Regions from separate parts of the Canis lupus genome. Here region 2 is linked to region 1. The links are chromatin contacts, called in public Hi-C maps. All regions are on one chromosome and are shown on one strand. The core of a region is the stretch at or near the end of the contact, and the rest is flanking DNA. Distances in the headings are between cores, read along the strand shown. Region 1 holds the start of SZRD1 (SUZ domain-containing protein 1). Region 2 holds the start of ZBTB17 (zinc finger and BTB domain-containing protein 17).

Region 1 (6,908 bases), core at 1,517-4,016:
GTTTGCCAGTGGTGTGAACATTCCCTCCCTGGCTCCTCTCCTGCAAAAGTGTACATTTACAAAACCCTTTGTGAAATTCAAAAAGGGAATCAAATTTAAGAGAGCTTTTAAATATAAGCCGAAAGCAAACATCTTAAAAAAGAAAGGTGGGGATGCCTGGGTGGCTCAGCGGTTTAGCGCCAGCCTTTGAGCCACGACAGGATCCTGGAGACCCAGGATCGAGTCCCATATCAAGCTCCTTGCATGGAGCCTGCTTCTACCTCTGCCTGTGTCCTTGCCTCTCTCTTTCTCTGTCTCTCATGAATAAATGAATAAAATTTAAAAAAGAGAGAGAAAAAAAAAGAAAGGCAATGCCCAACTCCCAAGTTTTCTTCCAGATCTCAGGCAAAGAGATGGCAAATTGCTACAGATTGAACCCTTCTTTAGAGTCAAGATAGGCTTGGTGTCAAATCCCAGCTCCCTACTTACTATCTGTGCGACTTTGAGCAAGATAGGTTACTCCCTAAACCTCAGTTTTCTTATTATAAAAGGAGAATACCTCTACAGCTCATTTCAATAGTTCAATTAAAAGAAATAAAAAAAAACTTGCATTTGGGCAGTTACCGCACATTGTTATCACCAAGGAAGGCAAGGTTTGGGTTCCATCTCTGTACCTGGCACTTTTAAACGGTTTTAGTGAAGTATAGTAGAAAGAACACCGGAAGCGTCGGAAAGATCTAAGTTAAATCTTATACCCTTGGGATTCATTCAGCTGTAAAACGTGGGACTGGGCTAGCTGATCCCTAAGTGAATCACACGTTCCGAAAAACAAAAGTAACCTCCCCCCCCCCATTTCTGAATCCTGCATTCATTCTTGTTTTCATTTTTCTTCTTTAACCGTGAAATACTCATGTCCCTTGTGAACAGGTGAGAAAAACCAAAGAGAGGCCAAGATGCTCGAGCAACTTATCATTTGAGTCACACTCAAATTGTAGGCCATGCTTCTTTGAGGGAGGGTGCACGTGAAGGGTGTCTGAATGATGCCCTCCTATTAGTGGTAGGCAATAAACGCCTGCACCCGGAAACTTTGCATTCTCTGGCACGAAGTCACTTCTAAAGCACACTGCCCTACCTAGCACAGAGACACCAAAAAAAAAAAAAAAAAAAAAAAAAATGTTTGTCGAATAAATTACCCAGATGACACCTGTTGCTGCTGCTCCCTACAAAACCTTTCCATTGCTCGCCTGACTCGAGTCAAAAATCCAAGAGAGATGGCCAGCACGTGACTGTGCCAAACACCTTCTGAGCGAATTAATTCTTCAAATCCTTAATGATGCCAAGTGGAAAAACATAAAACACCGTGAAAGAAATGCTGAACCACCGGAAAAAGAAAAAAAAAAAACAGGGAAGAAAAAAAAAAAAAAAAAAAAAAAAACCTTCGAAGCGAAGCCAAGTTTCAACATTCCCGCAGAGATAGTCCCACTGCTGCAGAGGGGTCGATGTGTCGGCCTCCTCCAGCTCCGATGAGCACCCTCAGAGGCGCTGGGGGGGGGGCGGGTGGACCCCAGCTCCTGTTCCACGCCCCCCACTCCCGACACATAAACCCTGAAGGTGGGGGGGCCACTCGAGCCAACACGGAGCGGACACGAACACGAGGAGGCCGGGGGGGGGGGGGGGCCTCTCCGCATCCTCAGCAGGCGCCGCCGCACAACCGCACACTCTGAAACACCCCCAAAAAGCCGATCGCCAAGCCAACCAACCTAACAGACACTCGGCTGCGGCTGTTCCAGCTCGGGATAAACTCTCCTCCTACACAGCTTCAGAGAGTCCCAACCAAAAAAACTCCAAAAAAGCAGAATCGAACGGTCCGCTCCCCCCCCACCCCCTCCCCTCCCCTCCCCTCCCAGGAATGCGGCTACTTTACAGATCGCGAGCTCGCCCGGAGACCTTCGCCCCCGGGGCCGGGGCGGGGGCGGGGGAGGAGCTGGGGGGGGGGCGCTCGGGTCGTTGGGTGGTTCCCCGGGGAGAGGGGCTGCCCGCCGGGCTTTCGGTTGTTGCACAAGGGGTCCCCGGGAGACCCGCCAGCCGCGGGCTCTCAGAGTAAAAGTGAAAAAGAAAAGAGAGGAGGAAAAAAAAAAAAAAAAAGAAAAGCCCAGACTCGCCCACCGCGGCGGAAGGCGCAAAGCAAAGGGGGATTTTTCCGCACAGAGTGGAGGGGCCCAGAGCCGACTCGATTTCCCCTCCTGCCCCCGCGCGCCGCCCGGGCCCACATGGTGCGCGGCTCAGCATCAGAGCGCAGGAACTTTAAAATGGTGACTCGGGCGCGGGTGGGGGTGTCTGGCGGCGACACCCTGGAGAGGGAGGCTCAGAGAGTCCCCGGGACGAGCGAGCGGACGCGGGAACCTGGAGAGGAGGCCCCGGGGGGCGGGTGGGGAGCCCCGGGTGACGCGCACGTCGCGGGGATGCAGGGAGGCGCACCGGGCAGAGGTGGAGGGAGAAATGGAACGCGGCCCCTTTAAGAGGCCTTCACGGCGCTCAGGGACCGGGGGCCTCTCGTCCACCCCCGGCCCGGCGTGTGGGGCCCTTCCTCGGGGAGAACCATCCCCAGGCCCGCTCCCCGGAGGCTTCCCTCCCGCCAGGTCCCGCCCGGCCCTGCCCCGCGGCGGCGACTCCTCCTTACCCCGCTGTCTGCCGCCTCCTCCCAGCTCTCAGCGACCTCCTCATCTTCCATCTTACTCGCCGCTTTCCCTCCTCCCCCACCCCCTCCCCGCGCCTGCGCCCTGAAGCGCGCCTCCGTCGCGGGCGCCGGCACGCAAGGCTTTCCTCAATGGACCCCGCCCCTTGCCCAGCCCGGAAGTGGCCCCAGAGGCCGCGCCCCCCGCCCCCACGAGCTCCGCGGAAGCCATCTTGGAAAGGGGCAGAGGAACCAGAAAGCTGCCATTTTTCTTAAGGGCAGCGTGTTAAGTCTCGTAGCGGACGGGAGAGCCCGTGTGAAGTCATCGTCTTGAGTGCGGAAGGTGTGTTCTTTGGAACCATCTTTTCTAAGGGCAGGCAGTCGCTGAAAACTTTTTTTTCTTCTTTAAGCCAGTCGTAATCTTCATAAACCGCAGGTTACATTTTTTTTTTTTCCCCAAAGCTCTGAAAATATTTTGTATCCCACCGGAGGATGAAAAATATCTGCTGATGCATGACACATTATTTCTGCGTAATAGTGTGAAAATGTTTACAGGTTTTCCTGCACGTAGAGCAAATATTCCAAGCATCTGTTAACCCTCCACTGTAAAAACGTGGTTAGATCATAATTCTGGCACCTGAGCTGGGCAACCAGCACGACTAAAGTTCTCCTGGGTCATTAAATGAGAGATGCATTCATCAGCATTTCCTTAAAAATTTACTTAGGCATCTTCCTAAACAGTATTTCTCTTTTATTTTTTCTCCAGTGCCAAGGTAGAGATCTTGAACTTTAAAAAGTGTGACTTCGGATACTTCCAACTTGAACAAGCTCATGTGATCTTATGCAAGTTACTTAAGATGTCTGTGCCTCGGTTTCCCCAAGTGTACAAAAAAGGAGATGATAATAGTAGCAGCTGCTTCAAAGGTTGGTTGTCAGAATTAAACTAGCTACTATGCAGAAAAGCATAGGACTGTGCTTGACCCACAGTAAGACTTACAGAGGTTAGCTATTATCATCACAGGGGGTGTCTTGCACCAAAGAACACTTGACATTCTCTCATTCGTTCTTTCCCAAAACTCAAAACCAAGGGAAAAGTAAACACCATCTATTTTTATTCTCACTGATGTGTTCCTATAGGCCTCTCAGTATCAAGACTGCCATTTGGTAGTATTGGATTTAGCTGTTGTAATCCAATGATCTAACCTGACCTGTGTTTCTCTCCTGTTTTTAGCATGCCATTAATCTTTCTAAAGTAACAGCTTCCTGTTGAGAATTTTTGCAGTTGTATTTCTAATCATTATTACAAACTGCAATCATGTATTAAATGTTACCAGCCTTTAGGGGCGCCTGGGTGGCTCAGTGGTTGAGTGCTTGCCTTCGGCTCAGGATGTGATCCTGGAGTCCCAGGATCAACTTCCACATTGGGTTCCCTGAATGGAGCCTGCTTCTCCCTCTGCCTATGTCTCTGCCTCTCTCCCTGTGTCTCTCATGAATAAGTAGATAAAAATCTTTTTTAAAAAAGTTCTTTTTTTAAAAAAAAGATTTTTATTTATTTATTTGAGAGAGAGCATGAGCAAGGGAGAGGAGCAGAGGGAGGGAGAAGCAGATTCCTGCTGAGCAGGAGCCCCACATGGGGCTTGACCCCAGGACCCCAGGATCATGACCTGAGTCAAAGGCATACACTCAACCAACTGAGCCACCCAGGCGTCCCTGTTACTAGTCTTTAAAAGATAAAATGACATGCTTGGTAATTCTCTGGTTTCATGATTTCCTGTCTTTGAAATATGCATCATCTCTGGGCGTGTCCTCAGTCTGACATTTTTATCTAGATGCTCATGGCGTGAACCACCTACTAAACACTAAAGATTCCCAAGTTGATTTCCAGTCCTGATCTCACCTGGTGTTTCGGATTCATATAGGTAGGCTTCTTCTTGGCGTCTCCACATAGATATTCCATTAGCAGCTGAAATTCTTCAGGTCTAAAAACAACAAATATTATGAACAACCTGACCAACTTTGAAGAAAAAGGAGTTTGTTTTATTCACTCTCTGGACCTACATTTACTTTGAATACATTCTTCTGTGAATCCGTTCTCTTAAATGAATTATCCTGACTAAGCCTTAGGCACAGCAAGGAGAATGAGATTGTCTATCAGGCTTCACCTAAGTCTTGGTCTTGGGGTGTGATTAGATTTTCAAGGCAGCATTTTTTTAAGGCTTTGTAGTTTAAGCATGTTACCAGCAGAGGGAGACAGTTCCCCAAAATTTTGTTATATTTGGCACCACGCCTTAACAAAGGAAATAATTGGAGCATTCCTGGGACTGAATTTTCTAGGAGAAAAGAAAAATAGAGATCTTGGAGACATTGGAGGATGCTGCAAAGGAAATAGCTTTTGTTCCACCAGATGAGCTACCAGGAGACCAGCTCTTGTTCATCATTTGGCCCCTTTTGACCTTGGGCAAGTCCCTTCCTCATCTGTAAAATGAAGAGATGGGACCAAATAAACTGTAAAATTGAGGAAGTGGTTTTCTTCTACTGGGGGGAAAGCCCCAATAGTTGAACTAGGGGCATACACATATATTAACAGATATCCTAAAACATGAGTTTCTCTTTCCTGTGAAATATGTTTCATATACCACTCAAATTTGGGACTTGCACTCAGAACTACAGGCACTTTTGATACACCACATAAAACACTGATATGTGATAGGAATTAAGAGCAAAGCCCCGCGACACCTGGGTGGCTCAATCAGTTAAGTGTCTGTTTCAACTCAGGTCATGATCTCAGGGTCCTAAGATTGAACCCTACACCTGGCTCTGTGCTGATGTGTGTGGAGCCTGCTTAGGATTCTCTTTCTCCCCCTCCCTCTGTCCTACCCCCTCTCCAAAGAGCAAAGCCCACAGTGAGAAAACTTTCCATCTAATGCACAAGCTGAGGCTGTGTAGGTAGTTGTGTTAAGAAATAAATGCAAGGAATGGGCAGCCCAGTGGTTTAACGCCACCTTCAGTCCAGGGCATGATCCTGGAGACCCAGGATCGAGTCCCACGTTGGGCTCCCTACATGGAGCCTGCTTCTCCCTCTGCCTGTATCTCTGCCTCTCTCTCTCTCTCTGTGTCTCTCTCTCTCTGTGTCTCATGAATAAATAAATAAAATCTCTTTAAAAAAGAAATAAATGCAACGACAGAAAGAGAGAGCAAACTTAATATTTAAAGAGTATCTACCTTTTGACCTAGCAATTGCATTTCTAGGAAATTTCCCTATAGATACATTTGCCCATATGCAAATAACAAAAGTACAAAGATATTCTTTGCTACTTTGTTTATAATAACAAAACAGTAGAGACAAATGTCCATCTCTAGAGTATTTGTTTAAAAGATACATAGTACACTCATACAAAAGAATAGAATGCAATTTGTTAACAAAATTTTGATGGTCCTAAATATGCTGACATTGAATGACCCCAGAGAAGTATAGTTAAATAAATTTTTTAAAAAAGCAACGAGGTAAAGAGGAACGTATGTAGGTTGTTGCTATATGTATATGTGGGCTTTTGTGTGTGTGTGTGTGTTGTTTAGGTTTTTTTTATTTAAGTAATCTCTACCCCCAATGTGGGGCTCAAACTCATGACCCAGAGATCAAGAGTTGCATCTTCTTCCGACTGAGCCAGGCAGGCACCTCTGTATGTGTATATGTGTGTTTGTGTATACCTCTCTGAGAAATCTAAGAAACAGGTTGTTTTTTTTTTTAAGATTTTATTTATTTATTCATGAGAGACACACAGAGAGAGGTAGAGACACAGGCAGAGGGAGAAGTAGGCTCCTTGCAGGGAGCCTGATGTAGGACTGCGTCCCAGGACCAGGATCACGGCCTGAGCTGAAAGCCAACACTCAACTGCTGAGCCACCCAGGTGTCCCAATCTAAGGAACTTTAATGGTAGTCACTTTGATGGAGGAGAGAGGTTGTTGGGGTACCGGTAGGATGGACTTAAATTTTATATGTCTTTTTGTACCTCTTGAATGATGTTCTATGTTTATAGTTAACTTATTCTACATAAGTATATACATAAGAAGTGAACTTCAGTAATTGGTTATTGGAATACACTCTGGTGGAAAACTAACTTTTCTTTTACACTTACAGAGAAGTGACGGCTGCCCCTCTCATCCCAGCCTCATCACTTGTCCCATGACGTCCAATCATATCCCAATCAGCCTTCACACTGCAGAGAGATTATTCTAAATTACTATTTTCATCACG
Region 2 (6,908 bases), core at 1,247-3,746, 300 kb after region 1:
GCTGAGGGCGGCGCTAAACTGCTGAGCCACCTGGGCCGCCCCCAGAAAGAGGTTTAATACAGAAAATTAAGCATCTATAACATTATTGGAGGGGCTGAAAGAAGGGTCTCCAGACTGGTCCTCTAGTAATGGCTCCCAGAACACCATAGAACTCACCAACCAGAGGCTACTCTGACATAATCAGAAAGATGAGGAATCAAGGAGCCACCACCACTGAGATCATTGCATTCAACATATCACCAGCAGGAACCCATGGGTCTAGATTTGGGACTAGAAGCTGGTTCCCAGGCTCTAGAATGCTGAGTTTGGCTGTCACCATTTCACAGATGCTTCAGAACATTCATGAAGCTGGAGACTAGCCACCGTGCACCGCTGCAAACCCTCATATCTGCATGACCTGGCTTGCCAGCAGCAATCACCTACCATCACTAGGACAATGGCTATTGCCTCACTTCCATCCAATCTTTCCCACTAGCAGAATCCATCTGTGTCTAGAATTCTAACTGCAACTGAATCTGGGAAATAGAATTTTAACTTTCTAGAATCTGGAAGGAATGGTAATGAGTCCCAGCCAACTACATCCAACACGGATGGACACAGAGGTAGATTTGTGTCCTTTGTATTGGGAGGACAAGGTCCTATTAGACTTGCTTTTATTTTCCTGTAAAAGACAGAGTGAAGGGATCCCTGGGTGGCGCAGTGGTTTGGCGCCTGCCTTTGGCCCAGGGTGCGATCCTGGAGACCCGGGATCGAATCCCACGTTGGGCTCCCGGTGCATGGAGCCTGCTTCTCCCTCTGCCTGTGTCTCTGCCTCTCTCTCTCTCTCTGTGACGATCATAAATAAATAAAAAATTAAAAGAAAAAAAGAGTGAAGTCAATTACTGGTAAGCTTTTTAGTTTCCCAAGTGATTGTGAAGGAGGAGTAGTGACTTGGCCAGACCAGCATTTGTTGAAGTTCCTCTTCTGGCTAGTGATCATGAATTTGTAGGAACAGTCTATCTTTTGGGGTACTTTGTCCAGCTGTGCATGGTTGCTTGGATACAAGAAAAAAGAAGAGGAAAGTTGGATTTACCCAGGGTTGGAAAGCTCACCAAATCCATATGACAAGAGGACGAGGGAACAAAGAAGTTCAGGGTGGTGGCAAGACTATTGTTAAAACTCATGGGAAACAGGGGTGCCTCAGTGGCTGAGTCAGTTAAGTATCTGCCTTGGGCTCAGGTGTTGATCCCAGGTCCCCAGGATAGAGCTCAGGTCATGATCCCAGTGTCCCAGGATGGAGCTCAGGTCATGATCCTTGGGTCCCAGGTTGGAGATCAGGTCATGATCCCTAGGTCCTGGAATCCAGCTGGAATCCATTGAGCTCCCTACTCAGCGGGAGCCTGCTTTTCCTTCTCTCTTTGCCCCTCCCCCCCCCCCCCCCCCCCCCCGCCGCTTGCTCTAATAGATAAATAAAATCTTAAATTTTTTATTTTTTTTAATTTTTATTTATTTATGATAGTCACACAGAGAGAGAGAGAGAGAGAGAGAGAGAGAGGCAGAGACAGAGACATAGGCAGAGGGAGAAGCAGGCTCCATGCAGGGAGCCCGACGTGGGATTCGATCCCGGGTCTCCAGGATCGCGCCCTGGGCCAAAGGCAGGCGCCAAACCGCTGCGCCACCCGGGGATCCCTTAAATTTTTTTAAAAAAGATTTTATTTATTCATTCATGATACACACACACACACACACACACACAGAGGCAGAGACACAGGCAGAGGGAGAAGCAGGCTCCAGACAGGGAGCCCAATGCGGGACTCGATCCCAGCAACCGCAGAGCCACCCAGGTGTCCCAGATAAATAAAATCTTAAAAAAAAAAAAAAATCTCATGGGATATAAACAGAATCAGAGGTGAAGAAAAGAGAAAGCCCGCGTCCTGTGAGGACGTAGGGAAGTCTGGGGCGCGGAGGTGCTGAAAAGTTGGCAGAGGCCACAAGGGACTGCTCGAGTCTGCAGACACTTTTGCTTCCAGCATCCTCGTTCACACCCAGGCTAATCCTGGATCTGCCCTAAATAGCAAATGGGGCAATGGTTGGCTCGGAAGGGCAGAAAGACACGCGGGGATCTGCAGCCCCGGAGGTGCAACCAGGTCCTGTGCTCCTCCGCCTGGAAGACGTGACAATGGGCGGTTCATTGGCTCTTCCTGAGCCTCCTTTGCCTTCTTCCAAGGGGGAGAAAAGACTCTCCTCCGCGTAGCGAGATTTAATGAGCTCGTGCACGGGAGGTGCTCAGCGCAGCGCCGGGCGCACAGGAAGCGCTGAACGCGGGGAAGCTGTGACTGTAATGGTTGGAACAGAAAACCAAGCAAGGGTTACGACGAGGACGAGTCGAGGCGCCCAAGTGCCGTAATAGAGAACTTCGGGATGCGGAGGCGCATGCGCGGGGCCGCGGTTCTCGGGGCAGCGCGGGCGCTGCGCATGCGCCGGGCCGCGGTTCCCGTCCAGCGCGGGCGCTGCGCATGCGCCGGAAGTCGCAGCCGGGAAGCCGGCGAGGTCGGTTCCGCCCGACTCTGACATGGCGGCGCCCTTTGTCTGCTCTGAAGTGCCGTCCCCGGCCCTCTCGCGGCCGTGATGCACCTCCCTCTACGGTGGGGTCCGGGACATGGCAGGTGAGGGTCAGCAAGCGCCCGGGGCTGGGCAAGTCCCGGGAGCCGGGCGGAGGCGGCGAGGGATGGGGCGCGGCGGGAGGCCGGGGACGGTTGTGTGGGGGAGGGGAGGGGACGGCGGGGACCCCGCGGGGCAGCTGGGGGGAGGAGGGGGGAGAGCGGGCCGGCAGTTCCTGCGGGGGAGCGCGAGTCGGCCCCCGGCTCGGGTGACGCCCCCGCCGCCCGGCTGTCAGCGCCCCTGCACCCCGCGCCGCGGCGGGGGCGGCTGTGCGGCCGCAGGGCGGGGGCCGCGGGACCGGGAGGTGCTGCCCCCTACAAGGTGACTTCATTCATTCATTCCTTCCGCAGACGGTGGCTCGGCACCCGATAGGTTGTGAGGATCGAGCCAGCGCTCGCGGTGCAGTGGTTCAAAGTATGACCCGTGGAGCCGGGCGGCCCTGTGCTCGCCAGCTGCGTCCTGGACGAAGCTCGGGAGGCTCTCGCTCTCTGCCTCAGTTTCCTCCTCCTTAAAGCAGAGACGATCCTACAGGCTGCTCCCTGGGGTTGCCAGGAAGAGCAAATAAGGCAATAGGTGCAGAGTGCGGAGATCCCTAAAGGGCTCTTAGGGGAGTGCAGGCGAGAAAAGCGTTGTATTCTCGGCTGAAGATGGGAGCTTGTGACAAAGCTTAGGAGCTAGTGTGATAGTTAAGGTCTGTGCCTGGAGGACGGAGCTGAAAGGTAAGACGAAAGACGCTGGCTGCGGCCTGGTCCTCTGGGGCCGTGTGAACCTAGTTAAGGAGTTTTCAGTTTTAGGTTAATGGGAAGCCATGGGAGAACCAGATTCGTGGATGTGAAGGATGCATTAAAGGGTACAGGCCTGGAGGCCAATTAACAGGCCGCTAGAGTAATCCTATCTACAAAGGATGCGTGGCCTCCAGTCCGGTTAGAGGGAGACAGTGGAGAGGGAGGTTTCGGAGCATTGACCGAACCTGGTGATGAGTTAGATGAGGAAGTTGGAGGTCAGCGAGAGGTCAGAACTGACCTCCTAGTCTTGATGGGCAGGTGGCGATAGCACTCAGTGTGATCAGTGTGATCGGAGCCGGATGGGGAGCAGGTGTGAGGAGGGAAGGTGCATTTAGTTTTCAACACGTTGAAAGCAGGTGCCTGTAAAACATTCGAGTGGAGCTGTCCAGCGGTGAGCTAGCAGTTGTCATCCACTTAAAAAGTCCCTCAGAAAAAAATAAAATAAAAAAAAAAAAATAAAAAGTCCCTCAGGTTGTGGGAGGGGGTGTGCTTACCGAGGGCAAGGGTGTGAAACGAGAAGCAAGAGCACTTGAGACATCCCTGGGGAAGGCTAACGCTGTAGCGTCGCAGGAACCCGGGCACAGTCTTGTCGCTCTTGCTTTACAACATTGTGTTATATGTCTTTTCGGTAAGCAGGAATTTCTAAGTGTAGGCAGTGGGAGCGGGGTTACTCATCTTTGTGTCCCAGGCTCTGGCACAGTGTCTGACGTGCAGCCGGCCGAGGATGATCCAAACAAATTTGTACCGAGCGTCTCCATTGTGCCAGGCTCCGTGCTCAGGGCTCTGGATTTACCTGTGTTTCTTGGACGCGTAAAAGGGCAGCTCTTAGGGAGCTGGTGCCTTTCGGGTTCTCATCAGATTTTCCACTTGGGTGTCTTTGATTCAGGTAATGAGCTGGAGGAGGAGAGCCAAGCTGGAGTTTACGCAGACAAACTGTCAGAAAAGAGTAGCCTGGGCTACTTGGAAATCTGAGGTATGTCTGTAATGCTCAAGGATGAAACAGACCAGGAGGTCAGTTTGTTTGTCCTTCTCTAGGCTCAGCATGACTCAGATCACCCTTTCAAGATAGTTTTTTTTTCTTTCTTTCAAGTTATAAAGTAATGACTACATCTGAGTTTGATTGGGAAATTGTGGCTGTCATTATGTTTGGTTTACCCACAAAGACCACACTATGTTAGTCACTGGGCAAATGCTCACACTTTGTTTTAATCACACACAACCTAACATGCGCTAGCAAGGCAATCCTAAAGTACAATGGCTGAAACAAACTCAAAGTATATTCCTCTCCTCTTAAAAACCTGGAAGTAGGCAGTCCAAGAACTGGTAGGTCATCTTGCTCTGTTCCATGAAGTATCTGGGAACAGGGTTCTAGTGACCATGTGGCTCTCCTTGCTCAAAACCAGGCTTCCATCTCACGGTCGAAGCTGGCTGCTGCAGCTCCTGCCATTGTGTATGTACTCCAGCTGGCAGAAGGGGAAAGACAGAGTGGGGAGCACATGTTCATTCCTTTTAAGGTTCTGATGTTTAAAGATACATATTTTTGTAAAAAATGTCCCCAAACATAAGCATCTGGTATACAAACCAAAGAACGAATCATGACTGTTCCAGTACTGGAGGGAAAGCTGGCTGAGAGAGCCTGCTCCGTCCCTCGGGTGACTGGATTGCTGTCTCTGGGGCTTGGGCTCAGCCTGAGGGGAACCCACTGCATTGGTGCAGGAGGGCTGGGCATTCTCCCCATGCCTCTGTCTCCCCACGGCAGGCTGCTCTGGCTTTGAGTAGGTTGATGTTGCTTGCGCCCGGAGAGTCCAGGCTTATTTATGCATTCAGCTTTTTCTGTGCCCAGCACATGTGACACTGCGCTAGATGCTGGGGATGTAAGACTGGATCCTGGGAGCGAGGAGCTCTTAGCCATGTGGATGATCACGATACAATGCAAAAAGCACCACGGGGGAGGCGCGCGGGAGAAGGATGACTGATTTTGGAAGGCTCTGCTGAAGTGGGGGAGATTAAGAGTGAACGGCATGTTTGGATTTACATCTGTAGAGGTCTCCTCAGATAGAGGCAGCAAGGACCCTGGTGTTGGTTTTGCATCCTTGCTTCCCTGCTTGGTGGCTCTGTGTCTTGAGGGCCAGGTACTTTACCACTGCGCCTCCCGTTTCCTCATCTGTCAAAGAGGGATAATAGTATCAAGCTCACAGAATTGTTTAGAGAACTACGAGAGATCAAGCCTGTACATCACAGGATTGGCCACATAAAGGTGAATTACCTCCTGCTGCGAGGTGAGGGGTGCTTCGAAGCCAGAGAGCCAGTGAGGATTGCAGTAAAGCAGACCCAAATCCATAGTGATGCTGGTGTGCATCCTCCCTCAAGGCAGGAATTATCCAGATTGTGCAGAGGGGATCAGCGACTACTCTTGAGTTCTACCAAGCTCTCTATTTAAAGGTGTCCATCTGTGGATTCTCAGAGACCATACTCTGAAAGGTCTGGTGAGGGGTCCTTTGGGAAGAAAAGGATTGCCTCTGCCTGTTTAATTCCTGCAAGCTCAGATGCTTCTGGGAAGCCTTCTCCGGTCCTGCCCAGCCACCCACCCCAGCTAAGTTTGGAGCTCCTCCTCCGTTGATTTCTTAGCATCCTGCACTGATCTCTTGATGCAATTCATATCTCACATTATAATCGTAGGTTTCTATGTCTCCCTGTTAGCCCACCAGCATCTTGCAGGCAGGGACAGGGGATCGTTTCTCCTGGTAGTCCCACTGCATAGCTTATTTCCTGGCACATAGCCGGTGCTCAGTAACTGTTGTTGGATGGACAGATGGTCAGCCTTGATTAGCTGAAGAGGAACTGGCAGTTAAGCTGGTGAGAACTCCAGTGTGACATGGGGTTGGTGTGCTATTGTTTGAGGAGAGGAGAACCTGATGGTTTATTTGGTATCTGTGCGGTGTATGGATGTAACCATGGTGAACTCCAAGACCTGAGCTATGAGAATGTGCACAGCAGCACTGTCTCAGCAAAATACCAAAGACAACCCAGTCTATTCTCTGTCTTTCTGTCTTTTTCCACTAGAGCATGGTTTCTCAGCCCGGATGTTCTTGACATTTGGGGCTGCATAAACCTTTGTCTTGGGCTGAGCTGTGTACTTTAGGATGGTGATGGCATCCCTGGCTTCCACCCATAGATGACTGTAATACCCACCCACCTCCAGCTGTGGTAGTGGGGTATGTCTCCAGACATTGCCAAACATTTCCTGGGACCAGATCGTCCACATCTAGAACCCTGCAGTAGAGAGTACTGGTTAGAAACATGAACTTCGGGGCACCTGGGTGGCTCAGTCAGTTAAGTGTCTGCCTTTGGCTCCGGTCATGATCCTGGGGTCAAGCCCCTTTGTCTGCTTCTCTTTCTCTGCCCCTCTCTGTGTCATTCTCTCTCTTTCTCAAGTAAGTAAAAATCTTAAAAAAAAAAAAAATTATAAATTAGACATACCTG

Evidence for each region. A called contact is a pair of places that touch in the nucleus more often than the background predicts.
Region 2: a Hi-C map of blood shows a contact between it and region 1, with 5 times the contacts expected there. The contact joins the promoter of ZBTB17 here to the promoter of SZRD1 in region 1. A contact is called at or near these places in 2 of 9 Hi-C or Micro-C datasets (both in blood).

What each region holds. Positions count from the first base shown.
Region 1 is chr2:80,831,811-80,838,718 of UU_Cfam_GSD_1.0, forward strand. SZRD1 (SUZ domain-containing protein 1) reads right to left here and starts at 2,767. Exons shown (of 4, transcript XM_038531860.1): 1 at 2,660-2,767. The coding sequence starts at 2,710. It overlaps LOC111093873 (a long non-coding RNA gene), which reads left to right and starts at 2,025. Exons shown (of 4, transcript XR_005356137.1): 1 at 2,025-2,291; 2 at 3,420-3,577; 3 at 4,483-4,572; 4 at 4,988-5,153.
Region 2 is chr2:81,133,614-81,140,521 of UU_Cfam_GSD_1.0, forward strand. It overlaps ZBTB17 (zinc finger and BTB domain-containing protein 17), which reads left to right and starts at 2,497. Exons shown (of 16, transcript XM_038531900.1): 1 at 2,497-2,645. The coding sequence starts at 2,639.